2 separate regions of the Gossypium arboreum genome follow, and region 1 is linked to region 2. The links are chromatin contacts, called in public Hi-C maps. All regions are on one chromosome and are shown on one strand. Each heading gives the region's core, a stretch centred on a gene start, on an enhancer-like site or on the middle of the called end of the contact. The rest is flanking DNA. Distances are from core to core; before and after follow the strand shown.

What was found. A called contact is a pair of places that touch in the nucleus more often than the background predicts.
Region 1: a Hi-C map of leaf shows a contact between it and region 2, with 2.8 times the contacts expected there. The contact joins the promoter of LOC108470552 here to the promoter of LOC108470822 in region 2. A contact is called at or near these places in 2 of 5 Hi-C or Micro-C datasets (both in leaf).

What each region holds. Positions count from the first base shown.
Region 1 is chr1:106,632,908-106,635,855 of ASM2569848v2, reverse strand. LOC108470552 reads right to left here and starts at 1,264. Exons shown (of 3, transcript XM_017771902.2): 1 at 752-1,264. The coding sequence starts at 931.
Region 2 is chr1:106,260,057-106,262,756 of ASM2569848v2, reverse strand. LOC108470822 (protein ROOT PRIMORDIUM DEFECTIVE 1) reads right to left here and starts at 1,364. Exons shown (of 3, transcript XM_053029955.1): 1 at 1,099-1,364; 2 at 1-752. The coding sequence starts at 669. It overlaps LOC108472551 (probable LRR receptor-like serine/threonine-protein kinase At1g56140), which reads right to left. Exons shown (of 24, transcript XM_053022676.1): 24 at 2,520-2,700.

The sequences.
Region 1 (2,948 bases), core at 15-2,514, 370 kb before region 2:
AAGAAAACAGAATTTGTTTATCAGTTTTTCAACATGATCTTCCGCAAGATATGACCCTAGCAAAAGTAGTAGAATGCACCATTAAAACAAACACTGATTCTTATTAGAATCTAGAGTAAAAGCAAAAGTATCAAAACAAGAACTTCTGCCACAAATTAAAAACCTGGATTTTTTTAATTAATATTATCTTCAACAATTATTTCTATTGAAATAGTCTAATAAAACAAAGAACCTTGTTATCTACTCACGGTTCCCGCTCGTCCCGTTCCCTCTCTATTCTTGAGATCACTAAAATATCACAACCTTACTAAAATTATGGTGAAAGAAAATTTCACCTTCTAAATAAGCTTTTCTAAAAAATGAAAAGAACATCCAATTAAGAGTACTGAAAATAGGACACACATAACATCCCAGCTAAATTATATGAAAAGAAGAAGAAAAAGAAAAAAAAGAAAAAAAAAGAGAGCCAAAATTACTTTACATTTTCATTTTAATCCATTAAAAACAGATAAATAAACCCGCCCCCCAACAAAGCAGCTTTCGTCCATGAAATTATTATATTAAACCCATGAAAATGTCGAAATAAAACAGTAAAATAAAAAAAAAATTCGATATTCCCGAAGTCCGGAAAGTCCAATCTGAAACACGATAATTACTAAAAACTACTGAAAAGTAAAACCCAATAGGTAAAATCAAAGGCAAACCAATGTAATGATAAAAGGAAAAAGAATAAAAAAGAGAAAAGAGAAACCTTTTTGAAATGATGTAATTTCAAGTAACAAGCGGCTCTGTTACTGTGCAAAGCGATCTTCTGAGGCTTCGGTTTGGCAACAGCCAGCGCCTCGGTGTAGTAACACAGAGCTTCGTTGTACCTCCCTTCTCTATACATCTGGTGGGCCCTTTCGATCTTGTTAAACGACGCTGTGGCCATGCTCAACCTCCCCGCTCCTGCCACTCAGTTCCTCCGATCTGGTCAAGCTGTTACGGATTTGGGATGGAACAGAAAACAAATCAAACAAAATGATAAGAAAGAGAGAGAAAGAGAAAGGGTGAGGACGCGTTCCCAGAAATGATAATTGAGGATTAGATTAGTAAGGGTTAAGGCAGGGGATTTTATGTGTGTTTATTTTGATTTTGGGTTTTAATTATGAAGTGGGCTCAACTCAAGCTCAGTTTCGAAGGGGTTTTGAAATTTTAGTGGGAAAAGGTTAGCGTGGTAAACAGGGGTGGGTGAGAATGGGGTATGTTGGGAATGGGGCGTAGCCACAATAGATATTGTTCAATTTATTATTGTTTTATTGGTTTTATTACGGATACATAATTTTAAAAATTATTGTCTATTATTGCTTATATATTCTCGCGTTTCATTTCAATTTAATTTTTACATTTTTAATTTTTTAAATTAAATAAATATTTAAACATAAGTTTTTAATAAATATTTAAACATAAATATAAATGATTTTTTCTATATTTCGATATTACATTTTATCATTTTAATAGTTTATATATATAAGGATAAAATGATAATTTTGTATAGTAAAGTAGGTAGGGGTAGGGCAAACAATTACCATAACCGTTCTATACCTACTATCCAAAAGAAAAAATTCACTCCATTCAAAGCGGTTAGAATTCTATTGAGCAGTTTGGATTTTGCCATCCCTAGTTGCATTACTAATCTATTTAGGCTTAGTTTGTTTCATAAAAAGTAACTTGTCGAAAAAATTTTTAAATTATTTTTGTATTTATTTCATAAAAACTTGACTAACGAAAATAATTTACAAATCAATGGAAAATAAGCCTATAAAATAACTTGCTCATTTTTAAGAAGATAAGTCATTTTTGAAGAAAAAAAGAGTAATTTTATTTTTATATAAAAATTAATTTTGAATCAAACCTAATATTTTTATACTAATAATATTTTTTTATTTTTTAAAATATTTAAAATATTAAAATATCAATATGAAATATTATAATTTTTAATATTATTAAACATACATATTTAATTATTTATATTTAATAATATAATAAATTATTAATATTGTTAATATAATTTATTATTTTAATAAATTGCATAATATTAAAATTTTATTTTAAAAATAATACTTTTAAATTTAAAATAATATTCTTTGAAAAATATTTATATTAATATTTTAATAATAAATATATATATTACAATTATAAATATATTAATGATAAATTTTTATAGAATAAAAGTTAAAATATGCCATAAGAACATGTACTCTTCAAATTTTTGAAATTTATTCCTCTATTTTTATTTTCAAGAATTTAAGGTATGTAACGAATTCGATAGTCGGGGGTGTCGAAAAGTGAGATTCAGAACTCCCTTCCCGTGAAACAAACTAGTAAATATTTTTATTAAATATTTACGAGGTTAGTTAGTAGCGAATTAGATTCTGGTTAAGTAAATTTCATGAAATTAGGAGCCTTTAAGTACAAGAACTAAATCATGTAAGGGTTAAAAGTTGAATTATAAACTAAAGGGGCTAAGTAGCAATTATGCCACTTAATTAATGATTTTGTATAGGTGGCTGGTTATGGTTAAGTGTAATGCATGTATATATATAATAAATGTTATAATATAAAGTTAATAATAATGATTATTATTATAAAAGAAAGAAAAAGAAATAAAGAGGATACATGCAAAATTAATCAAAGAAAAGAAAGAAAAAGCAAGGAGAATGCACGACTTTGGGGTTTTGAAGTTTAAATCCAAAATGGTTAGTGCAATTTAGCCCTTATACTTGTAATTTTTACATTTTTTGAATCTCGGTACTTAGGGCTACTCGACCCGTGTTGTAATTTTTAGTATTGTTCAAGATTTTAGATGTTGACATTGTTGAATAGTTTAAGTATTAGGGATTAAATAGATAGATTTTTAAGTTAGAAATGAAAAAGGACTAAATTGTGGAATAAATTGTTGATTTTGA
Region 2 (2,700 bases), core at 115-2,614:
CTCACTCAACCATTTATCTACATATTCTTTTTCTCTCCATTTTTCAACTTCAGCCTTGGCCAAACTCTCATTCCTGTCAACCAGCTCAACAATTTCCAAATCAACTAACCTAAAATCCTTTGAATGTGTTCTTAAAATAGAATCTCTGAAATCCTCAGGCAAGCCAAGTTCTCTCCTAATTAACCTCAAAGCATGGACATGAAGTGTCCCATTTTTTGACATCATGAGCAGTTTCTTTACCTTTTGCACCAATTCAGGTTCATATTCTTTGACAATTTTTTCTTCCTCGTCAATCAAATCTCGCATTCTCTGAGTTATCTTGCAGCATAAATTCCTCCTAAGGGGGTGTACAAATAACTCAAAGACATGTGGATATTTGTGAAGAAATTCACCCATGCCCACATTCAGACCGACAATGTTTCTCCATCGTGACATCAGTTGCACAGAGACAAAGGGACCACGCTTTCGCTGGGCCATAAGCTGGTGGATGTTAAGGATGGTTTTGAGTTTGTTAATGTGCATCATGAGCTTGTCTAGTTTTAAATCTTTAGTTCTGGATTCTAGGCGAGTCTGAGCTGAAACAATTGGTTTTTTCCATCTCCTTTGAGAAAATGAATTGAATGGTCCAAATAATATTCCATTGCACCTTACACTTTTCAAAAAGATCATGCTTTCAAGACCTAGAGAACTTCTCAACTAGTCTCACAAGCTTCCTTCACCAAAAAGCTTTTTTGTAACTAAACAATGCCTACCTAATGTGCATGATAAAATGTTAATAAAGTAATAAAAAAAAAAAAACTTGGAAAACCAATTGATACCTTTCTGAAGCTAAAACAATTTCTAAAATTTAACACGATGTACATGATAAATTGTAAATAAAAAGTAAATTTAAACAAACCAAAACCAAAAAACATGAAAAATCTCACATACTTGCTAACCAGTTATATAAAATTGACATCAGCAGCAACCCATAGTTAGGAAAGCATGTAAATTCTTAATCTAAATCGAAAATCCGAATTCCAGGCCAGTTAATGAATAAAGCACATATGAACTACCCAAATTAAAATGTAATAGAAGATAAATTTCCCTAAGACTCACGGTAGCTGGCGAGTGAGTTGGCTGCTGGGTAAAGTGGCAGGCGTCGGTTGCTCGGTTACAGCCCCTGAGGAAAGGGTGGCCACAGTGGATATTTAGGGTTTGGGGAAATCAAATATCTGTAGAGCAGAACGGAGAGGCGTCTCGGCAGTCCAGGAAGTCCGGTTTTTTTTTTTTTTTGTTGGGTCATGGGTGGGTGATTCCGGTATGGTTCATTTTACGGTTAATGCTTAATTTAGTCCTTCAACTATACCAATTTTCTCACTTTAGATCTTAAAGTTTTTTTAATCTAGATTAGGACCTAATGTTATCTTCTGAAAAGCAGTTCAGTCCTTTAATGTAAAAAAGAAAAAATTGATTGAGCCTCCTACCATTTATTTTCCATCATTAGAAAATTTAAGAATATAAATGACTAAACCGCATTGCAAAAGATAACTTTAGTTGTTTAACTGAACCAAAAAATAAAAAATTTTAGGGGTGCTCGAGTCGGTTTAATTTCGGTTGGACCTAAACACAATATTAATATATTTTATGCTTATCTAAGCCTAGTCTGACCTAAAATTTAAGTTTAAATTTTTGCTAAAACCTACTAATATTTGTAAAAATTAACTCAAACCCATTTTAGTCACATTCATATTATTTTTAATTTTTAAAAATATTTATATTATATTATTTTAATATTTAATAACTTGATACATTTTTATTTATTGAAAATTTGTATATAGTTATCTTAACATTATTTTAATGTTTACATTAAAGTAATATTATATATTTAGTATAAATTTATTTTTAATGTATTCTAAATTATATAATATATAAAAATAACATAATATAAAATATTATAAACTTAAAACCGGTCAGGCTTGGACTTGAAATTTAAGGCCCAAGCTTGACTCATATTTTAAACGCGCTTAATTTTTTTGTTCAAATCTATTTTTCAAGCTTAATATTTTTAGTCAAATCTTCTTAAATTTTAAGCGAACCTTCGGGCCTGAATAGATAACCTAGCCTATGAACAAGTCTACTTCAACTTTATAAAAAAAAAATTACTTTAGCCCTCTATTTAATTTTTTACCTCTTTTAGCTCTTAAATTTACATTTTTTGTTAAATAACCTTAAAATAAAGAGTTAAATAATTATTTTTATAAAATTGAAGGGGGAAAAATGTTATTATGGGTAACTGAAAAAGGGTTTCTTTTCGGACATTCTTTATGATATTTTTTCAAAACATTAAATAAGCGAAATTAAATCTTAATTTACGGGCTTTCATATATATTTTCTAAAAATATGCGTCACCTTTTGCTAATGTCAAATAATTTTCCAGTTGGGCAAGGTTTTATTCATGAAACATTCATGCTATATCGCAAGTGTATATATATATAACGAGAACATGCGATAAATCTTAAATTATAGAACGAAGAAACTCGACCAAATCTATCGTAAATATCATATGAAGTTGAGTAAGTGATGGATTCGATTACACATTTCATTAAATGTAAACTGAACAACTTATTAAAATCAATGGCCATACCGCCATCGTTGACATATACATATATACAAGCTACACAAATTCGTGACTTTCTCCCCAAACTCCATTATCCGTAT